Linked DNA regions of Mus musculus: region 1 is linked to region 2. The links are chromatin contacts, called in public HiChIP or PLAC-seq maps. All regions are on one chromosome and are shown on one strand. The core of a region is the stretch at or near the end of the contact, and the rest is flanking DNA. Distances in the headings are between cores, read along the strand shown. Region 1 overlaps Hsd17b11 (hydroxysteroid (17-beta) dehydrogenase 11). Region 2 overlaps Aff1 (AF4/FMR2 family, member 1).

Region 1 (6,056 bases), core at 767-3,266, 230 kb after region 2:
ACGATGAAAGTACAAGCAAGGGCCAGAGAGATGACTCAGGCAGTGAAGGGCTTGCTGTGCAGGTATGGTGATGTGAGTTCCATCCCTGGAACCCAGGAAAACTGTAAAAAGCCAGGAGAAGGGGAGAAGACAGAGACAGAGAGAGAGAGAGATAGACAGAGACAAACAGAGACACAAAGAGACAGATAGAGACAGAGACAGAGAGAGAGACAGAGACACAGAAAGACAGAGACACAGAGGTAGACAGAGACGACAGATAGAGACAGAGACAGACAGAGAGACACAGGAAATGTAAAGTGTCTGTTACAAATTCAAGTAGTAACAATGAATACATTATTCTTATGTATTTTTTAACATCCTGTAAAAATGTGTCAGCCGGGCAGTGGTGGCGCACACCTTTGATCCCAGCACTTGGGAGACAGAGGCAGGAGGATTTCTGAATTCGAGGACAGCCTGGTCTACAAAGTGAGTTCCAGGACAGCCAGGGCTACACAGAGAAACCCTGTCTCGAAAAACAAAACAAAACAAAACATGTGTCTATATTTATTAATAACATCACAAATTCCCTCTGTAAGGTAGACATCAGAGCTATGATTTTATTAGGAAACCTAGTTGATTTGACTCGATGCTATTGATTCTTATCAGCCATTTTCCTGTAAATATATACTTCAGGATTCTTAGCATCACACACAATTCTCTTAGTAACTAGAAGACAGGGAGGTTCTTTGATTTTCTGTGTTGGAATCCATTGACTGACAATGCAAGGTTTCCTTAGTAACTTCTAACCACACTGTAAATCACCATGATGAATTTTACATTTCTAGCTTTGTGGCAATCTGTTATTAGCGTAGACTGTAGAAGTGTACAAATTTTTGTAAAATGTTACTAGCTCACTATCACTTGCATATTGCTTTGTAAAAACTTAGTGGTTTCAAAATGATTAAAGAAACAAGACAGAGGTTCCTAGGTTAAAAAATTTTTTAAAAGAAAGAAAATATTATATATTATTTAATATAATACCATGAACAATGACTACACACCAATGGAAAAACTAAAGAGAAAAAATCTTATACTACTATCAGACTTCGATGGTTCATGGCTTAAGCGTGATCTTTTATCTCTACAATGGTTATACATTCTGTACACACTGTTTCAAATGTTACGTTTGGTCTTTTCCTGGCTGATATGGGTAGATTAAGTGTAGAAGGAGAGAGACCTAACACCTCACAGAACTTAATGGCCGTGGGGGAGCACTTGGGAAAACTTCATGCAGCCAATGGGACATGTAAAGGGGGTCTCAGGCACAGGAAGGGCTATTCGATATTTGCTTTAAAATTCTGAGGCTTCCTAGACAAGTAAGCAGATACCATGAGACTGACAAGCGCCCACAGCAGTTGTGTGAGCTAATGATTACTATGCATACAAAGACTCTCCACCTCGGGAGTTGGCGGTGTTTAAAAGGTAAACAGCAAGGAGCTGATACCCTCTGGTAAACTGTAAGCTGGTGCTGTCCTGCTGGAGGGGCACTGTGGCGGAACAGCCACACAGCATCACCGGAATCACCCCACGTGGCTTTTGACCAGGGATCCAGGCGCCCTCCTCCTCACCACTACCCTACCCCAACCAAGCAATGTAAATCATCGCTGGGGTTCAGGAGCCCAGATTTTGTCCCAAGCACTCCAGGAGACAAAAAATGTGTATGTGAGTCTGAAACTGCTGATCGGGGTTGAAGGAACAAAGGAAAGATTAACCAGTCGTTGTCGTTACCCTGTCATTCAGGTCTGCATTTACAGCTGTGACCTCCGGTCTTTCTCTCCTTGTTTCCCCACCTGTTTTCCCACAAGCATCAGGACCTGAAAGCATCAGGTATCAGGCGGTTCAGGGATTAATCTCTTTAGGAAGTCCACAGAGCGAAATCCCTGCAAGCACCTGTGCTCCCAGCTTACTCTGGTCTCACCCTGGGCCAGCTTACTTGGTGCTTGGGTTCTTGATGAAGCCGGTGTTTATGAAGTTGGGGCAGAGGCACGATGTTCGCACTCCTGTTCGTCCCAAGGCAGCCAGCTCATCAGTCAAGGCTCTGTGGAAGCCAACGGCAGCAAACTTGCTGGAGCTGAAAGGAAGGAGTTCACAAATGAATGCAAGAATAGTGGGGTGCTGCAGTTAGGTGAGCTCCTCCCACCAGCAGCGTGGGGGATGGGGGGAGCCCTGAATCACAGGCCTGGTGTAGCTTTGGCGGGCAGAGCTTCATTCCTAAGTACACGAAAACTTCAAGCACGCGGCACAGAACATTTCCTACGTGTTGAGTCCTTAACCAGGTGGATTTCTGTGCACTGAAGAGAAGACCTGAAACCTACGGAGTGTTTGCTTTGATTGTTGCTGTTTCCAGAAAATCCAGCGTCGCCGTAATCTGTTTATTAGTTATTCTAAAATGGTGGTGGAATGCAAGCGGAAGTTCTTCTGTACACATCCGTTCTTCTCTAAGTCACAGCTTAGTTCCTCAGAGTCCTATCTTACCCCCAACCCCACCTTCATTACACAATACTCTTAAGTTTTCTCGGATAGAATATTTCAGATTTGTAATGCATGCGTGTGCCTGTGGGTGTGTGGGTGTGTCAGTGTGTGGTGGGGGTGTAGTATGTATGTATTTGGGTAAAGATAAGATTTTAAGATTGGTGTTTTCCATTAATGCCTTCATTTTATTTTTGGAGACAGGGTCTCTCACTGAACCTGAAGCTTGCCCACTGGCTACGCTGCCTGGCCAGGAAGCCCCAGGGATAGTTCTTTCTCTGCCCTGAGATTGCTGGGTCATAGGCATATGTTGCTAGGTTTGGGGGGATTTGAACTCAGTCCCTATGTGTGGCCAGCCCAGCACTTTACTGACTGACTAACCCCCGAGCTCTTTGCTTACACTTTTATTATAATCTCTATGACTCTCCTGGGCACAAATGAGTTTCCAAGGCCTTGCCCAGGGCTTGCCTCTTAGCGGGCACTCAGTAAATATTTGTCATAAATGAATCACAGTGCAAAGCAATTCTTACAAAAGCCTCTTCACTTGGAAGTATTCTGAAACTACTCTAGATGAACTTTTATTTTTCTAGGTAGCTAAATTTAAAAAGAGCTTTATTGAAATATTAAGTCATATTAACTCAGTTCACCTTCTGAAGGTATATAATTCAGTCATTTGCTGGTATTTTACATTACTAACTAAAAAAAAGTCATAAGATACATGTAACATAAAATCTGTCACTCGAGTGTATAGTCTGGTGATATTAATTACCAGATAGTTTTATGTTTCTAAATCTTTATGAATTAGAAATTAGATAAAGTGTCTATACATTCTTGCCAATCTCATTGTACTCTAAAAAACATAAAATTGTGGAAAGTATTCTTTTCTATATATAGATATGTTTGTTTGAGATGGGGTTTCTCTGTGTAGCCCTGGCTGTCTGGAATTCACTCTGTAGACCAGAGATCTTCCTGCTTCTGCCTCCAGAGTGCCAGAATTAAAGGTGTGTGCCCCGCCCGGCTCTTTTTCATTTTTTTAAGCTTAGAAATACATTGAAGCTGTAAATGAAATATTATTGGTTTCAATAATAGCATGGAAAGTTTCTGTACACTGACAAACATCAGAAACTAAAGTGATGGCATCTAAAATCATTGGCGTAGGACAGAACCTGCTCACGGTTAATCAGATGGTTCATTTTTATTTAAGCCTCCCAACGATTCTAAGATGTAGGTTATTATGAGTGTTGTTTACTGAAACAGGAATTGAGGTTCGAAAAGCAAAGTAAAGTTTGGTAGACTAAAGGAAAGTAGAAGAAAGCCCACAAGATAAATGCCAACAGAGACAGACATAAAAACATGCTCACTTGTTAACACACATAGTAGCATTTTCCTCTAATATGTAATGGTCAAATAACATGAAAATTGGTATTTTCTCAGTTTGTCTTTCAACATACAGGCAGATTTCATCATATATAACTGAGCATAGCAACCTTTAAAGTCTGGATCTGAACTTTTTTAAAAAGTGAGATAAAACAAAACTAAAAACTAACTACGGCTTCCTGTTTTCCAGAGCCCGGGTTACACTGTTCATTTCTGGAAGACAGTTTGACAAGAGCATGAAGTTCGTTAAAGTGGAGTCAAATTCACCATGCCCTACTCTGTGATTGAGAGTCATGTGCAAATGTTTGCACCAAGAAACTGTCAACTGGGCTTCCAGATATTAATGTTGGGGGAAATCTCATGAAAGTAAATAGTGGAGAACATTTAAAATGGCTGTGACGGGCAGCATTAGATCTCCCTGTTCTGGTCACACCACAGTCACCAAGCTGCCAAATCCAGTGATTAGATCCAAGTTGGTTGAGATCCCAGAGCCTAGAACTTGCTTGTGTGAAGGCGCTTTGGGGGAAATGATGGTCTTGCTGAACTTGAGGTTTAAAGAGGTGAGTTGACCTGCTGGAGGCTAATCCTTACCAAGGGAGGGAAGAAGCCAGCCAAAGACTCGCCCTGAGCCCTACCTGGGTCTGGAGGTTTGTATTCCTAATAACTGAGGGAATCATGCAAAAGTCTCAATAATTGAGTAGTGACATACATAGTCTCATGTCACAGGAACTGAAAATGATGCTGGCATATATTATTAATATGTACAGCTTAATAGTTTTAGATTCAAAATACAAGACTATAATGTAGTTGGGTTTTGTAGGTTTTCTGTTTGTTTTAAGACAAAGTTTCACTATGCCCTGTATGTTGGCCTTGAACTTTTGATGCAGCCCAGGCTGGTCTTGAACTTGTGATCTTCCTGTCTTTGTGTCACTATACATGATAACTATAGGTTTTCTTTCTTCCTCTCTTTTATTCTCCCACTCTTTACCCTCCCCCTCTCTTTAAACTTAGGACCTTATACACACTTGGCAAGTACTCTATGACTCTGGCCCTTGTTTTTGAAAGTATCTATACAGCCTAGACAGGCTCTGAACTCATACAGCCTGATTTTCTTGCTTGTAGCTCCCACGTCCTGAGATTACAGGTGTGTACCACCCACCATGGCAACGACTCACTATGGATTATTTCTTACAAGTATGGCTATGTGTCCAAAAAAGTTGTCCCAAAAGTTGTACCAAATGTTTAACATGCTAATTTGTGGTTGGTGAGATTATCAATAATTTTTGTTTTTTACTAAATTCTATTTTCTGATTTTTTTTTTGTTTTTTGTTTTTTTTTTTTTTGTGAATCAAAATGAAAAAAAACAAAACAAAACAAAACAAAGCCACTCAGAGTTTACAGTCTCAAGTGTCTAAGGGAGGAAAGGCATGATTACAAGCATCAGGGCTTAGCTCTGAGCCATCAATAATGCATCGGTGTGGCTGTAAGGAATGGTATTTCCCCTTGGAGTCTGTCAGCCTGAGCCCAGACTTGGATTTTCTACTTCATGTTTCTTCTGTCTTCCACCCCTGTCTCTTGTATGAGTCCGCGCCTGCCTGAAGGCTGAGAACTGTCCTTGTTTCTATCTTCTGACAGTGTGTGACTGTGTGTGTCTGTCTCTAACAAAGGACTTTGCTCTGTATTCATTGAACAGCACAGAAAATACCCCATGGGGAAGGGAACGAGGCTGTTACAGAAACTTTTACAGAAAAAAGGTTACAGAAATCTTTAACAGTTTTACAAGGGATGAGGTCACTGGCTCCAACTGGTGCAGATAACAGACATTACTGTTAATTAATCAGTATCTGTAAGTGGATGCTTTCAACCTTTATGGTAGGTTTTAGGACGTTGCTTTCAACAAATGATGCGTATGCCTCACTCTGGGCCAAGGGCGTGGAAGAGGGAGATAAAAGCCTGCAGCTGTGCATTGGCTTTGCTTGTGCAAGGTGATTCCATGGGAAATCCAAGGCAAGTAAGGTTGGCTGTCACACTGTTCTGTTAAAGGCAGGTTAAACAGTTTGAGTGCACAGTAGGACAGCAGTCTTAAGTGACTGTAAGGGGTGTTATTAACTCTGGCTGTGAGGTCCAGTCTCTTAGGATGTAAGAGATCTCTTCAGAATAGTGAATGGCAG
Region 2 (5,638 bases), core at 1,381-3,880:
ACTGCTTGTACTTGGGGAAGGATGATATATTCTGCATGTAAATGTTGATGTTTGGGCTAAAGTCCAGCCCAAGGAATCCCAGCAAGCTGTGTAAAGCTCACAGCACCACATAGCAGAGGTTAAATGAAGGGAGACTGCTCCAGGAAAACAGTAACTCACTGTTTAGCTTTAAGGAGATGCCAATTACAGCGGGTGGTGGGAGGTGATCGGGGTTAGGATGAAAATGAGAATATTTAGAAACATGTAATCGTTGCTGTGGCCATAGGAAGCACCAGTGCATGCTTCCAGCTTTCTCCTGGAAGAGTGTTGCTCTTCCTCCTACTTGGACTGAGAAGAAATAGACTGGCTCTGCTATTTACAACAGTGAACTTTCTGTGAGAACAAGTGTGGCGTGGGCAATTAGATTTCCAAAGGGGGAGGAGGTAAATACAGTCAGGATGCCCAGGGTCCTGTAAAATGTCTTTATGGACAATTAGTTCTCAAATTTAGATTTTTAAAGGGAGAGGTAAATACAGTCAGGATGCAGAGGAAAAGAAATGCCGAAGGTTCCTATAAAACATCTTTATGGACAATTAGTTCTTGTTTGTTTTCTGCTTTGTATAATATGCAAATAAGATGAGCGCCCTGTGCTTTGTCACTGTGTTTGCCCAGAGTCTGATTTAAAGCAAGGCAAAGCAAAGCAAAGCAAAACAAAACCAACAGCAACAAAGGAAAACTTAAAAGTTTCTCTTTTTAGTGTGTTTGTACCTACCCACAGCAGTCTGTTTAACTCTGAAAATTCAGTTGACCCTGGTCTCTGCTGGAAGAGCTTGTGTTGTTGAGGGGGACGGAGGACCCCAGTTTTCTGCCCCTGACTGAATTTTTTTGAGTACAATGGGAGCCCTGTCACTTTTTGTTGCTGCTGTTGCTGCTGCTGCTGCTCAGTCAGCAATGGAAAGCTGTTTTGGTGGGTCTCTGCAAGCTGATAATGATACTGTGTTCCTTCACGTTTTATCCTTGGGGACGCAGAGAAACAAATTGTAGCTCAACCGTTTCCATGCCACCCCATTGTTCCCCCACTGTTATCGATACACAGACCCTGCTTTTCCTTTCATTTTCCAAGAGCCAGTCTTTCCTGTTGCTTCCTGCTGCTGGGTAGCAAAGCCTCAGGGCTGAGCCTTTGTCCCAGCTGAGGCTGTGCTAGTAAGCTGGCTTCACTTCACACAGTCTCCTTATTGGACGAGATGCAATGGGTTTTCTGGAATGTGTGCTGGAAGTTCATTTTTTGGGAGGGACTCTTCCTTTGGATTGCCAATTCCTGTGTGTTCAGTGCTGATGTACAGGAGGGACTGCCTTCTGCTTGCTGTTAATGTTTGTAGTTATCTGGAACTAACTATCAAGTGATAGTTTTAAAAATACTTAGGCTTGGCAGTATCCCAGAGGCAATCAGAGCTCTGTGAGTTCAAGGCCAGCCTGGTGTATATAAGGAGTTCAAGGCCAGGATGGACTGTATCAAGTGACCGTGTCTCAAAAACAAAACAAAACAAAACCAAAAAATACCCCCGCTTAATGTTTAGCATGTTTAATTTTTCTTATGGACTATAGAGCTATTTTTAAAACAACAATAACACTAACTTGCTTCTGAATGATGTCTTGTGAGGAAAAATGTTCATCTGGTCACCCAGTCACTATCTAGTTCAGAGTTGAATGATTTTGAATCATTTGAATGAATTTGGGAATACATTTGTTTGTTTGTTTGTTTGTTTGTTTTCTTTTTTCCTGTTTGGTACTTGAATATCAGCCGATGCATTAAACAGTACAAGAATGGTTTACTACTGCCTGTTTTATCAAAATTATGTCGTGAAAGTGCATCTTTTCAAAATAGATGTGTTGTGTTCATGGAAGCGAACTCATTTTCAACCAAGCACAGAGCAGGTTTGTGGCAGTTTGCCCTCCCCGGTGTCTGGGTAGCCTAGGGAGTTAGAGCTGGATTGAGAATTACAGGATCCCCGAGTAGATAAGGTGACCGTGGATAAGTTATCTTTGGATAGTAACTGAAAGAGATGAAGCATGGTGCAGAGCTAGAGAGCCTCTTGTGAGGTGAGCCACATGCAGTTCTAGACCGTGAGATAGCAGTGAGAAAGAAGAGAGACAGCCCCAGGCCCAGGCCCAGGCCCAGTGTCCATTTAGCCCTAAACATAACATTCATCTGTCTTTCTATCAGTTTGCTGTCCGTCCATCCATCCATCTATCTATCCATCATGTATAGTGTGTAGGTCTACACATGCCACATGCCACAGCACCAAATGGAGGTCTGAGGAGAGGTCACAGGGATCTCTCCTCCAACCGACATGTGACTTCCCAGGGTCCTCATGTCTGACAAGTGTCCTTTTGTGCAGATCACTCTCTCTACCCCAGCATAACACATAAACATTATCCCCAGTCTGTTGATTTAAAAATAAGTATATATTTGCTATCATATCTTACCCAAACATCTTTTCCCCCTTCCCCTCTCTGTCCAGCACAGTTTTATGATGAATTCACGGTTGTGGTAAAGTAAGCTGCTAACTTCCTCCCAGTGTTCCCTGAGCACATGGAGTTAGTTACTCAGCGGCTCTCCTGGAGCCTCTGGGAAGGGATGATGTCAGCATCCTTGAGGCTTTGAGTCATTTCATGGGCAGAACGATCTGCTGGCAAGATCCATTTTAGGTATCAGACAGTGAATCACGGTTTGTCATCTTCCAGAGCGGCAGAATTCTACAGAATTCTTAGTGGCTGACGGGTGTCTGCATATAATCACTTCAGTCAGATCTGATGGGGTAAGTGGCACTTGGGTGAGCACAGTGCTAGGAATGGCTCCCTCAGGAGGGATCTGTGTCCTCCAAGAGCTTCTAGGATAAGAAGACAACCCTAGGCACGTCTAGAGTCTGTCTAGATTAGATAGCTGTCCACACAACGGGAATGTAGCCTGATAATGACAATGGAGAGAGCTTAGACTTGAGCTCTCCTGCCTCCTGGCTCTTGAGCACTGCTTGGAGAGGTGACGTGAGGATCCGGGAGACTGGGTGCTCAGATTCTCACAGGAGGTCATGTTTGCTGCCACCGCCCTCCCTCTGCAGCTGCAAACCCTGTAGGAGGCTTGGGCCTGGGTGGGTGGGTGTGGGGGTGATGAATAAGATCAGATTTAGGAGTTTAAAAGATCTGGGAGGCAGCTCTTCGGAGGTGGAGAGCCCAGGAGAGCAGCTGGTTGGCTCTACACCCCAGTGCCGAAGTACATACAGTACCTCACTTGCATATCGGGTTCAGCGTTCCAGCGTTATTAACTTGCTTCTCCAGAGATGAAAAGCGATGAACTAAATGCAGTAAGTGTTTAAAAATAATAGACCCAAAGGTCGCGTGCCTACATTCTTCTGTCTTAGCTGTGACCACAGGCCAGACTCTTTTTTCAGCTCATGACTGTAAGGAGGCCAAGTTTAGCCAGCCTCATTGTCTTCTAGGCCTGTGATACTGTGCCCTTCATGCGCAATTGAGTAGTGCGGAGAATGATATAGTCACGTGGCGCCAGGGTTCTGGTTGTTCCTGGGAAGCCAACGGTGCTGTCCACCCCTAAGTGAATGAACAATGTCATTTTGATGGAGAAAGGGAGTGTTAGGAGGGCAGGGGCAGATTTTCCTTCCTTCCTTTCTTCCTTCCTTCCTTCCTTCCTTCCTTCCTTCCTTCCTTCTTTTTGTTGTTATTGAGATAGGGTTTCACTGTGTGTCCCTTGCTGTCCTGGAACTCCTTAGACAAGGCTGGCCTCTGGAACTCAGAGATCCACCTGCCTCTGATGGAATCAAAGGCATGTGCCAAGACCGCTTAGTTCAAGATGGCAGGTTTTTAATCTTCAAGGGAGGGGGTGTTCTTTGTAATGTCTCTAAAGTTTGCAGCAGGTAGAGAAATATTATGGGGCAACCCATCACAGAGACAGAATTTTCTGTAACTTTTCAGTTCCATTAATCTGTTCACATTTCACATAACAATAAAAAGCATTTTATTAACCTCTAGCTACAGATTGCCAAGCCTGTGAGGCGAGAAGTTACCTCCTTTCACTGGTGTGGCTTCTGCAATTGTTCTTATTTGCATGGTAGTCTTCCTTGTGTGTGTGTGTGTGTGTGTGTGTGTGTCCACGCGCGCGTGTGCGTGATTTATTTATCTTCCTCTATGTGTATGGGTGCATGTCAGGTGCCTACAGAGGTCAGAAGAAGGCACTGAGTAGCTTCCTAGAACTGAAGTGTCAGATGTTGTGAACTGCCATGTAGGTGCTGGGAACTAAACCTTGGTCTTCTGCGTTGGGCATTCTCAATTGCTGAGCCATCTCTCTAGCCCTAATATACATACATACATACATATTACAAGTTATATGTTATATATTATATATTAATTATGTGTCTGGGTGTTTTGCCTGCATGTATCCCTGTGCACCTTGTGTGTGCCCAGTGTCAAGGGAAGCAAAGGTATTCCTTGGAACTAGAGTTACAGCCTGTTAATGCAGTGCTTTTAATTGCTTGGCCATTGCTCCAGCCCTGTTCTCTATCCCATCCCCCTTTATTGATATGTGTGGAAGGCTTTGTCTGCTGTGTATTGGAACACCTAGCCTTTCTTCTATCTGTGTCTCTCGTTTCTGCTGGGTAGTGCATCACCATAAGCCAGCTTAACAAAAAGGCGGGTGATTAGGCTTCTCTACCTGTAGATTAATAAGATCTTCCCTCTAAATATATCTGCATGTATTCCAAGGAGAAACGGTCAGTGTGTCATAAAACACCAGCCCTGGCACTTGGACTTTGGATCGTGTTTTTCTCTGTTTTACTGCAGGCTGTGAGCTTTTGCTTCTTCATACACAGGGATCTAGAATTACAGTTTGGGGCTGATCTACTGTTTAGAGCTTTGCAAAATAATGATCACAATATTTCTTTACTCCATTTTGTTTTGCCCTGTGTGTGTGTGTGTGTGTGTGTGTGTGTGAGAGAGAGAGAGAGAGAGAGAGAGAGAGAGAGAGAGACTCCGCTAAAATAGTATATGAATATCTTTTTTGTGAAGCAAATGTTCCAACAAAACTGTTTTTGAACCTGAGTCTCTTGGTAGTCCTGGTTCCTCTAGAGCTTGCTCCGCAGACCAGGCTAGCCTGGCCTCACAGAGATCTGCCTGCCTTTGCCTCCCAAGTGAAGATATTGAAGCTGTGCACTACCATGCCAGGCACAGAGCTGAATATACACAGAATGCTCCAGGAACCACATTGTCACTCAACCACGTCACCCTAGTCTCCTGGGAAACCTAACAGAGTGTAAAGTGTGTTAGAACCTATGTAGAAGTATGTGCCAGGTTCTTCTGCAAGGTGAATTAACATGGTGTTTCCTTAGAGCCGGTATCAGTCTAAAACTTGTAACATGCATCTCAGGTATGCAAACTGCCTCAGAATGGAAAAAGAGACTTTATGATGCGTAACAAGAATTTAAATTTCTTTATCGAGTGTAGTTACTCTCAGAGGAGAGTGAGTGGCCAGGAGGTTCCCTGAGCAGTGTTTTCAAGGCTGATTTAAATTGTGTGAAGGTGGGTGTGGGGTCCTAACACAGATGATCAGCCCCAGGAATACAGCTGATAGAATCATTGTTGTCTTCTGGAG

The links. HiChIP or PLAC-seq counts read pairs in DNA pulled down with a chosen protein or histone mark.
Region 1: a FOXA1 HiChIP or PLAC-seq map of pancreatic cancer cells shows a contact between it and region 2. The contact joins two enhancer-like sites. A contact is called at or near these places in 1 of 115 datasets of contacts at active chromatin or transcription factors (pancreatic cancer cells) and 1 of 9 other capture datasets (adipose tissue).

The regions. Positions count from the first base shown.
Region 1 is chr5:104,001,200-104,007,255 of GRCm38.p6, forward strand. Hsd17b11 (hydroxysteroid (17-beta) dehydrogenase 11) reads right to left here. Exons shown (of 7, transcript NM_053262.3): 5 at 1,973-2,110. Among named protein-coding and RNA genes, the nearest start is that of Hsd17b11, 18 kb to the right of the region's middle. Within about 2 kb of position 2,017, at least 41 of the 459 cell types and tissues checked have an H3K27ac peak or open chromatin away from gene starts, as enhancers often do. A contact at or near this core is called in pancreatic cancer cells, where this site is marked.
Region 2 is chr5:103,772,246-103,777,883 of GRCm38.p6, forward strand. All of the region lies in intron 1 of Aff1 (AF4/FMR2 family, member 1), which reads left to right. Among named protein-coding and RNA genes, the nearest start is that of Aff1, 21 kb to the left of the region's middle. Within about 2 kb of position 2,631, at least 209 of the 459 cell types and tissues checked have an H3K27ac peak or open chromatin away from gene starts, as enhancers often do. A contact at or near this core is called in pancreatic cancer cells, where this site is marked.